2 separate regions of the Rattus norvegicus genome follow, and region 2 is linked to region 1. A link is a contact called in public Hi-C data. All regions are on one chromosome and are shown on one strand. The core of a region is the stretch at or near the end of the contact, and the rest is flanking DNA. Distances in the headings are between cores, read along the strand shown.

Evidence for each region. A called contact is a pair of places that touch in the nucleus more often than the background predicts.
Region 2: a contact with region 1 is called in a Hi-C map of kidney, with 4 times the contacts expected there. The contact joins the promoter of H2bc12l1 here to the promoter of Hist1h2ah in region 1. A contact is called at or near these places in 5 of 12 Hi-C or Micro-C datasets (frontal cortex, kidney, liver and 1 more).

The regions. Positions count from the first base shown.
Region 1 is chr17:41,809,796-41,815,469 of GRCr8, forward strand. It overlaps Hist1h2ah (histone cluster 1 H2A family member H), which reads left to right and starts at 2,583. Exons shown (of 1, transcript NM_001315492.1): 1 at 2,583-3,080. The coding sequence starts at 2,626. The coding sequence ends at 3,018. H4cl1 (histone H4C like 1) reads left to right here. Exons shown (of 5, transcript XM_017600719.3): 4 at 3,902-4,237.
Region 2 is chr17:41,987,962-41,993,635 of GRCr8, forward strand. H2bc12l1 (H2B clustered histone 12 like 1) reads left to right here and starts at 2,614. Exons shown (of 1, transcript NM_001409090.1): 1 at 2,614-3,059. The coding sequence starts at 2,638. The coding sequence ends at 3,018.

The sequences.
Region 1 (5,674 bases), core at 1,333-3,832:
AGGACTTAAAGCATGCTCTGCAAGCCTTCGTTCCCACTCACCTCATCCCCAACAGTGCTGGTTCCTTTGTCTTTATTTTTATTCCTGTTTTTGGTCTTTTTGCTTGCTTGTTTTATGTTTTTATCTTGGTTTTGGTTTTTTTGCTTTGTTTTGTTCTACGACAAATTTTATGTTAGTGAATGCAGGTGACAGGTTTTTCACTGTAATGTCCTTAAAATATGTTACCTGCCCATTAGTTAAAGTATTTGAGACTACCAGTAATTTGAAATCCTGACAGTGTTTTAATTCATGAAAGTACTTCTCTATGTACTTCTGAGAACACCTTATTGGGAATATTAAGAGGTGGGATTTGTAGACTCAGTGATAAGCATATGATAGTTTGTCTCCCTTCGATTCCCTAGCCACCTTCCAGAATGACTATTTTCATTCACCAAAATTATCATCTTTTTTTTTTCCCAGAAGGTGTGTACTGTTAATCTTCTAATTTTTTTCCACTGGGAAACTGTAAATGGCAACATAGTCTCACCACTGGAATTCAAAAACAAGACATTACTATTATTTCATCTGTCATGATTTCATGATTCATATCTCCTATTTTTCTTCTCCATTGATTGAAATAATCCAGGCCTTAAAAATAATTCATAGCAATGCTTCAAGGGATTTTTTTTTTAATAAGATCCCTCTTAGTCACTGGAAGATACAACCTCCAAAAAGAGCTCAATTTTGATAAATCTGTCCTATAAACCGAAGCAAGGACTGTTTATGAGAGAAAGAACTGTTACCACTAGACATTGTTATCTTTTATTTGTTTAATACACTGGAGCACCTATGTAATAATCTTTTCTTTGACTGACGTACATTGCTAAGTCTAGATGAAAACACCACAGAGCCACCTCACCTCAGTGACCCTGGATTTGGGCATAGAATCAGAATTCAGTGGTTTACAAGATCTTTCTTGTGATGCTTCTGCACTGCTCATGTATCTATGTTGTTCTCTCCTCATTCTTTCATACCCTTATGCCATAGAACAAGTTATCTGACGTTGAGTCATGAGACTTATTCCTTCCCTTCCACTCAGCATCTGGCTAAGAACAAGGAGTAGAAGGGAAGGTAACAGGGAATTTAGGAAACGGTTAAGATACTTTGTTATGTCAAGTGAAAAAAAAAAAAAAAGACAAGAATATGATAAGAATAGCTAGACAGATGGGCTAAGTTTCCAGTAGGAGGTGAGTCCTTAGTCTCATTCTCTAAGGAAAGCTGTACTGGCTGGTTTTGTGTGTCAACTTGACACAAGCTGAAGTTATCACAGAGAAAGCACCCTCAGTTGAGGAAATGCCTCCATAAGACCCAGCTGTAAGGTATGTTCTCAATTAGTGAGCAAAGGGGGTGGTGTCCCTGGGTTGGTAGTCCTCGGTTCTATAGGAGAGCAAGCTGAGCAAAGTAAGGGAAGCAAGCCTCATGGCCTCTGCATCAGCTCTTGCTTCCTGCCCTGTGTGAGTTCCAGTCCTGACTTTTTTGGTGATGAACAGCAATGTGAATGTGTAAGCGGAAAAAACCCTTTCCTTTCCAACTTGATTTTAGGTCATGATGCTTTGTGCAGGAATAGAAACCCTACGACGCAGGCCTTGGTTTTCTCCTTGAATATACATGTTTCATCTGTTTTCTCCAGTCACCATGACATCAGTGCTTTTCAGTGCACAGACTTCAGGATCTCTCCGGCCTCATACATTGCAGGCTTTCCTGGGTCAGTCATGGGACATGCTCTCCTTCTCCTCAGGCTCTATTTTCCAGGCAGTTTAAGGATAATTCAGCCATAATAAAGAAGTATTTGCATGCTTTTACTTTGAGATTTGAGATTTGTAGAGCTATAAGGAAGCCTGGCGTAGAACCTCAAAATATGTACTAAACCCGTTATGAGGAGCCCACCAAAGACAGTGTATAGCCAATTTAAATGATTTCTTCCTGGTGTTGAGAACCACATCCTGGCATCGCTCTGCCGCTAGAGGGAGCATTTGTTGTTTGTGAGAGTAGTTCAACAGAAGCTTAGTTAGCTGGGCAATCCTGACCTCTGGCTCATAAAATAGAAATTTGGCAATATCCTATGAGATACTACATCAAGATCAAATTCTAATTAAACCTTAGCAGGACGACAAGGTGGAGGAAGCTCCGCACGGTCTTTGCTTGTCACAAAACCACGATTATAAACCCGGAAAAAAGGCCAGTGCCTCAACAAGTCAGAACTCAGAAACGAGATTTTAATACCAAGAACTTGATGGAAAAAAAAATTCATTTACTTATGTGTATTTAAGTAAAAGCAGGAAAAGAGTCAAAAAAGATCTCAACTATTAATCATGGGAACCAGAGTTTAAATCACAGAACCCGAACTTTTATTTTTTAAAGTAAAATTTAAAATAAAAAACGACTCGATAAGGGAAGGGGGGAAAAAAAAAAAAAGAGTACGCCTTATGCAAATGAGGGATTTCAAGTACTATTTTCTATTGGGTGCTACTATTAACCAATGAGAGAAGCACAGACAGAATACCTTCCGTTAGTATAAATATTCGTCGTTCGCCTACAGCTTCACTGTCTTTTTTCTTCCTTCACTTACTTAGCTAACTCCCAATTATGTCTGGACGCGGCAAACAAGGCGGTAAGGCTCGCGCCAAGGCCAAGACCCGCTCCTCCCGGGCCGGCCTGCAGTTCCCCGTGGGCCGTGTGCACCGTTTGCTTCGCAAAGGCAACTACGCGGAGAGGGTGGGCGCCGGCGCCCCGGTGTACCTGGCGGCTGTGCTGGAGTACCTGACGGCCGAGATCCTGGAGCTGGCGGGCAACGCGGCGAGGGACAACAAGAAGACACGCATCATCCCGCGCCACCTACAGCTGGCCATTCGGAACGATGAGGAACTCAACAAGCTGCTGGGCCGTGTGACCATCGCCCAGGGCGGCGTTCTGCCCAACATCCAAGCGGTGCTGCTGCCCAAGAAGACTGAGAGCCACCACAAGGCCAAGGGCAAATAAGCTGTTAATTGTCACAGCCCACAGGAAGGTTCTCCAAAACAAAGGCTCTTTTCAGAGCCACCCACATTTTTCCATAAAATGGGCTGCCACTGCATTGCGAAATGTATGAAGTTAGGGACCACTACTTTTCAACTTAATGTGACTTTTAAGATGTATATTGCTCCCTGTAATAAGAATTTGCGACTTTTTAGTAGTTTTAGCCGTTACATGTGTAAGGGATTTTCAGAAACCATGACAGTTATACATGATTACCTCTTAGTGTCACAATCCAGGTTTATTGTACACGTCTTATCTCAATTGTCTAAAGCACAATGATACTAATTACCTAACGTCAAGGCACACTCCATTTCAATGATCCCGTCTTGGTTTTCACTATCATGACTTGCCTTTTTGTGAGAAGCGATTTCAGGCTCTAAAGATTTGGTTTTGGAAGTGTTGACCTGTGTTCTCATTTAAACTAGCTCTGGCCAAGCCCACGAAAGCTGTTTAGATAAAATTTATCTGAATTGAGGTTTTTTTTGTTTGTTCTTTTTTTTTTTTTTTTGGTTTTGTTTGGGTTTTTTTTTTTTTGTAATTTTTTTTTTTTTTTTTTTTTTTTTTTTTAGGCTTCAGCCAATTTGATGTACAGATGCTCATTTGTCCGCAGTTTTGCAGACTACAGTGTGTAAGTGGAAACAAAGATGGAGGAGCGGCGAGGTGGAGAGCTCTTGCCTGTTCTGAAAGCATAGGTTAATCAGGACTTGGAAGCAAAGGCGGACCAATCCCAACAAAGCGCGGGCTCCTTTGAATGTTCTCCGGTCCAATAGCGAACAGTCTGATTGTATAAAAGATGGACAGCTCCTCACAAAACCTTGTAGTGTCAACTCTCTTCCTATTGCTAAAGAAATGGCTCGTACTAAGCAGACCGCTCGCAAGTCCACCGGCGGCAAAGCCCCGCGCAAGCAGCTCGCCACCAAGGCTGCCCGCAAGAGCGCCCCGGCCACCGGCGGCGTGAAGAAGCCCCACCGCTACCGTCCCGGCACCGTTGCTCTGCGCGAGATCCGGCGCTACCAGAAGTCCACCGAGCTGCTGATCCGCAAGCTGCCGTTCCAGCGCCTGGTGCGCGAAATCGCGCAGGACTTCAAGACCGACCTTCGCTTCCAGAGCTCGGCGGTCATGGCCCTTCAGGAGGCCAGCGAGGCCTACCTTGTGGGTCTGTTTGAGGACACCAATCTGTGCGCCATCCACGCCAAGCGTGTGACCATCATGCCCAAGGACATCCAGCTGGCCCGCCGCATTCGTGGCGAGAGGGCTTAAATGATTCTATTCCTTCATTTTCAAAAGGCTCTTTTAAGAGCCACCTAAAATTTCATGTAAAGTTGCTGTTTGCTCTGCCATAGTGTACACATGTATTTCTATAGTAGACCAGTTACATATCTAAGCTACTATGTGTGTATGTGTGTATACATATGTATAGTACATAGTTTTCATGAGTTAAATTTTGCAACAAAAGCTTATACTTTTAACATTCCTTAAATATAGGTCTCCATGATTAACAGCAATATAGAGATTTCTTTAGTCTCACTTTCTAATGTTCCTAACTGCTGTCTAATACTCATGGTAAGACTGTAGCGTTTCCTATACACTCTTAAGTTTCCTTTTTCATTTAATAAAATTGATCTTACTTTTCTGATAGTGTAAAAGTGTCCGTTTTAAAACATATTTGAAGTCGTGTTCAAAGGATTGCCCATATTTGAATACTCTACAGTTTATCTCTCCCGTGTGAATTAAAAGTCTTAGGCTAGCTTCTGGTTCTACCTCAGACTTTATTTTTTTATTCACTATATCCTGGAGCTGAGAGGTTTTAGTCGTGTCTTTTGGGTTTTTAATGAACAAATAGAAAGTTTAAAATGTATGATCATATAGTTTTGTGGAAAATTATTCCTGTGTAAAAGGTGATACAAATCCACAGAAACTAAATGAATCTGTAATGTTACCAAGCCTCCATTAAAAGGGAAGAAATAATAACATACACCCCCATGTGATATGCCAAGAGTGTGTTAGAAAATAAATGTATATACCAGCTACTATATTCTTGGCTTGCTACAAATTAGTGCACAGGAAATACTAACTCTCAATGTCACTACCTAAATCCCTACTCTCTTCCAAAGGCCTCTAATGGATTCCTGAATATCTGGCTTCTCATCTCTAGCTGGGATTTCAAACACAAAGAAAGCTATTGTGTGGAAGGATAGTCTTGTAAGGAAAAGAGAATGTTGGTTGTGTTGGCATGAGGTTCTCTAGCCAAAAATCAGAATAAATTTTCCTTATGGAAGAATCTCCATTTCTACAACTGGAAAAGGATGGATCCCTACCACTCTGGATGTGGAGATGGCATTGGCATGAGGCCTTACTCGGAAAACAAGGCTGTCACCACAGTTTGAACTTCTGTCAAACCTAGTTTGCACCAACTATGTCATCTTTTGAAGGTTGAACCACAGTTTGCTGGGCTACCACAATTCATTCATTCTACGTTCCTCAGCCTAACTTTATCTGTGAGTTCTGTTCTGTGAACTCTGAACTTATAAAATGTTTTTTTTTTTTCTCCTGTGCATCTTACTTTTATCAGTTCATGGGTCATGAGTTACTCAAGAGTAAAGGAAGAGTCCTTGCTGAA
Region 2 (5,674 bases), core at 1,364-3,863, 180 kb after region 1:
ATACGCAAGTATAGTTAGTACCCTAAAGACATCCCAGTGCATAGGAAGTCTAAGGAACATCACTACGGAATGAAACAAGGCTGCTCAAGTAAGACCCTGTTAGCAAAAACAAAACAAAATTTAAAAAAGGGTTAAATGATTAACTACCTCTAATTGTTGATAAAGTAGATGTAAGCAGAAACACTAACAAAACCCTCATTTCTTTAACAAGTCACCCTTAGGTCACACTAGAAGTGAGGTGTAAATTCTTAAAAGTGCGCAGCCCTGAAAAGACTCTTTTTGCAGATACTGGCCTCAAAACCTACAGCTCATCTCCAGAGCTTGGACCACTTCCATGACTTTGACAATCTGGTACTCTGTATGCTATCCAGAAACTCACCCTGTTCATCTCCTAGTACGAAGGACCTTAGTTATGAGCTTAGTGATACACTGGATGTTGTCTCATCTCCCTTGCCCAGGCCTTTCCCGCCCTAGCCCAGACCAGACCTGTAGTACAAAAGGAAAACTCACTATGCTGTTACTTAGGACTAACCCCTCGGATAACTTTGTGGACCTTATTCAAAACAGGCAATAAAATGAGGAAAAGCACTCTCTCCCTCTTGTCCACGGATGAAAGTAACTAAGTTTATTTAGGCACATCATGTGAAAAAACCCTTGGATTATAGGCCTGTTTAACGAATCTTTAAATGCAGCTACTCTGATTACTTGCCGTACTTAGCCTTACTTAAAGACAGATGTAGGCAGATTAATTTGTAACAGTGGAAAGAAACAGCTGACTCAGCTTCGTAAAACAAGAGTTGCTTAGCGCTTGGAGACTTGGTACAAGCTTGTTAAGCCTCAATCTATAAAACAGACGACCAAGTAGAGCAGAGCAAGACAAGGCAGGGACGGGGAAAAGCAGTTTTAATAAGGAACATTACACTTTTACCACGAGGACAGATACAAGTTGTGTACGGAAAAGAGACTAGTAAACGGGGATGGCAGGGGTTATTAAACACCTTTACTCATGGTGTCAGTTATGGAACAGCACTTTTCATAGAAATGTGTGGGTGGCTCTGAAAAGAGCCTTTGGGTTTGTGGCTTTTCGTACAAAATTAAGCTCTCTCGCCACGAATACGGCGAGCCAGCTGGATGTCCTTGGGCATGATGGTCACACGCTTGGCGTGGATGGCGCACAGGTTGGTGTCCTCAAACAGACCCACAAGGTAGGCCTCGCTCGCTTCCTGTAGGGCCATGACGGCCGAACTCTGGAAGCGCAGGTCGGTCTTGAAGTCCTGAGCGATCTCGCGCACCAGGCGCTGGAACGGCAGCTTGCGGATCAGCAGCTCGGTGGACTTCTGGTAGCGCCGGATCTCGCGCAGAGCCACGGTGCCGGGACGGTAGCGATGGGGCTTCTTCACGCCGCCGGTAGCCGGGGCGCTTTTACGAGCGGCCTTAGTAGCCAGCTGCTTTCGCGGGGCCTTGCCGCCGGTAGACTTGCGAGCGGTCTGCTTAGTACGAGCCATAGCAGCCAAGAGATAAGCAACATGAAAGAAGGGTTGTGGGATTGTATTTATAGAGGCTAGACATTCCTGATTGGTTGAAATCTTCAAATGCTCCTATACGGAAGTACTCTGTAATTGGATAACAGCTCTCAACTTTAAATTTGTGACCAATAGAAATCTACTTTATTATCTCGCTCACTCTTTTTTGTTGAATATAGCTTTCTCCAGACATTGTTGCCCTTAAGTACTTTAATTGTTACATTTTGCTTTAGAAAACCTAATAAGAGATACTATGTAGATTTCGGCGATTCCAGAGTGGTTCCAAGTGTTACTTTTTGAATTTGGTTACCCGAACTGAGTTTTTTTCTTTTTCCTTAAATTATATTTGAGATGAAAGGGAGCAGTTTACTGTCCGGATCAAAATGAAATCGAACAAGCACGCACAACTTTGTATAACTTTTAATGAGTTCATGAGTTTTACAAATGTCTTAGCATGAGTAAACCTAGTTATCTTCAGAAAAACATTAGCATGATTTCTAGTAAATTTATACAAGGTTCATTTAAATTGCACTATTGTCGCAGCGCGTCAGTAGCTGTGAGGATTCTTGGGCCAAATGAAAAGCATGTCCACTTTAATCCGGACTGTACAATAATTCCAGAAGTTCGCACTATTGTATGTGATGTCTTCCATATGAGTCCTTCATAGACTACAGGAAATCACCCTTACATGAATCTAGAATTTACATATCAATTTTATGTTTAGGGGGACAGAATTTATTGATACTACTGACAAAATAACTTTTAAAAGTAAAAACTTTTCCTTTAGCACAGTATCCACATGTCAACTTTTTCCTAAAAAATTTTATTTCGTTGTTTTCAGAATATGACGCCCTTACCTAAACTTAGCCAATCAAAAGAAAGAAAGATGAGACTTCATTTGAATAGATCCTCTGTAACTTCGGTCCGCCTCTCCTTCAGGATATACATCCAATTAACCGGTGAGCGAATGTGCTTCCTTTCATTGGACAGTTAGTGCATGACGTCTGCAGACTCTCTGACAAGAACAGTCACAGCTTTGTTTAAATAACAGGAAGAACCCGAGAACTCCCAACAACTCTTTCTGTTCCTTCTTGGTGTTCACACTCTGTTGACGATGCCTGAGCCTGCCAAGTCCGCCCCCGCCCCGAAGAAGGGCTCCAAGAAGGCCGTTACCAAGGCCCAGAAGAAGGACGGCAAGAAGCGCAAGCGCAGCCGCAAGGAGAGCTACTCGGTGTACGTGTACAAGGTGCTGAAGCAAGTGCACCCGGATACCGGAATCTCTTCCAAGGCCATGGGCATCATGAACTCGTTCGTGAACGACATCTTCGAGCGCATCGCGGGAGAGGCGTCGCGCCTGGCGCATTACAACAAGCGCTCGACCATCACGTCCCGGGAGATCCAGACGGCCGTGCGCCTGCTGCTGCCCGGGGAGCTGGCCAAGCACGCGGTGTCCGAGGGCACCAAGGCGGTCACCAAGTACACCAGCTCCAAGTGAGCTCACAACAGATCCAAAGGCTCTTTTCAGAGCCACTAAGATTTCAAAATTGAAGCTTTAATACTGATTTATTATTCAAAGGGGTATAGCTGACTTTATCTGCGTGATTATGTGTACAATTCTTAAAAGGTTAAGTTAATCACAGAAGAGACATTTCCCGTCACCGGTGTATTCTGTGTGGTCTACTTAAATATGTTTTGAACTAAGCACAAGGATCCTAAGAACCCTGTCATACCTGGGTCCGGGATTTGAGTCTCAAGACCAAACATCCAGTGGTTCAGTTACCCAGTACAAAGGAAGTCTATGATTTGCCAAATAGCCTTTAGTGAAGTGTCTAACTGAAACTCCAAATAGCCTGGGTATGGTGTTTTTGTTTAGGGATTAAGTGAGTACAACTTAGAACAGGAGAATCATGAACCAGATTTTAGGGCCACTTTTAAAAGCTGTGTAAGTGCATGCAACTTGCACTTATTTTTGTTTATATAAATATCTTTACTGAGGTTTAAGTGTACATGCCATGTGGCTTCATTTTGGGATGACCAGACAACATGTTTCATAAGATGTATATGATAATCAAGATTTATAAATTCCTAAGGTCCACTCATTTTCACTAATTTGTCTAGCTTGTTTGCCTTTTAAGTTTTAGCCATTTATATAATGAACTAAGAAATACAAAAAGACTACAATGGCCTACAGTGGCACACTATAAAAGAATTAGTAAAATTGTAATTCCCTCTGTGGACTGTATGTATGATTAAAGGTTTTATTTTGATACTGGAAGAGTGTCAATACTAAATTGTGATTTTTATTTATTTATTTATTTTTGGAATAAACCTAAAGTCTTGGTTTTATGAAATCTGCTACATCATTGTAAACTCTTAAGGATAAGATGGTACGACGTAACTTAGAATTGATCAAAGCCTTTAATGTGTTCAGAACTATACTTGCTAAGTACTAATGCAATTAATTACAGGAATAGCTTTATTTAGCCTCCTGTATTTGTTTTCAAAGTTAAGCCTAAAACAAGTAACTAAAAGCAAGCAAAGTTTGACTATTTAGATACACTTTATATAGGTACTCTTCAAAAACTTCAAAGATGTCTAGAATATAGCATTTAAGGGTTTTTAATAAAAAATGCCTTTCATGATAGACACATCAGTTCCTGGCAGTACCCCTAATCAACTCCAAAGATAATGGATACAGAAGAATTTCTATCTGTAGCTTGTTTTAAATGTGGCAAAGCTGACCAATGAGCAAAACCTAACCTGTACATCAACTGCTGACAGTACACTGTCCAAACTGTGGACTAACAGGGCACTGGGGAATTGATTGCTTCAATCTGCTAGGCAACAGGAAAACTCCGTTGGATCTTCTGGGTCAAAACTCTTGCTGCTCTTCACCTACCACAAAGGAACCTAGGGTTCCAGGTATCAGATAGGTCTCTGTTATTTTTAATAGACTCGGAAGCTGTTTGATCTGTACTTCTAGTTCACCCTTCTGGGGTCTCTGATGGGGCTGACACTAGCTATACTAGTGAAAACTTTGTCAGCAACCAATGATTCAGCTGCCTTCTCCATTCTCTCCATGTGTAACAATCAGGCCTCGGGCCTCACTCCCCTATAGCTGCTACTATCTCGGTCTAGATACAGTTTACCCTGTTACCAGACTGAGAAAAGAGATAAACTTACAAAACAGATTTCATTTAAAGGAACCCACTTCTCAGGGGCTACTTCCAGTAAACCTGTGGCTTGTGGTAAATAATTGCATAGGAAAAATGTGTAAAGTTTATGTAAGGTCTGAGGATATGAAAGCTTACTTTGGAAGAGTCTAAGAAATTGTTTTAGGGTCTAAGGAGGTGTTTTAAGGTATGTACATTCAAGCTATAACTTGTTAGTAAATGCAAGTTATAAAGGTTGAAACTTAAATGGTGATAAAGAAAGTGATTTAAGGTATATAAATATACTGAAAAATGCTTTAGATTTCTTTGCCTCACTAGGCTACTAAAAGACTTCAAAAATTCAGTTTTAACATTAGTCCGTGGAATTCTGATAAACTATTCTAGTCTAGCTATGGCAAAGCACTAGTCACAAGCTCAAAGTTTAAATTTCCCTTGGTTGTCTTTTAAGTATAGACTTAAAGGTACTTGCGCTAAAAATGTCTCTGATTTGTATACTCTTCTGGAGAGAGGGAAGAAGTTGCACTTTCACAGTCTGTATTCATCCTGAAATAAAGAGCAAGTGAGCTTTTCTTCCCTCTGCTCAAATAAAGGGTCTCTCCCTGAGCTCTCCTTAAATCTCCCACTGTGATGCAAAGAGGTGAGTTTACTTCCTTTTCTACAATGTGGGTTTCAGCACAGATTACAAACAATGATAATGCTAGCATGTCTAAGATTTATCTCTTTGTAAACCCTTTAAGATCTAGGGAATCAACTTGAATCCACCTTTCATGAGTCAAATGGACTCCAGATAAGTACCCCATCAGTCAACAGTTTAAGATCCCCCACCTTTTGCCTATTTCTGAGGGTGGGTTCCTTCCCCACTTCCCTGGTCTTGGGACTCCCCTCATCCAACTACCAGAACCCTGAGCCTAAAAGTTTCAAATGTACACCTAAGGACAAAAAAGGTTTTGCCCTGGATTTCTTAGCTTTATCTTCAAC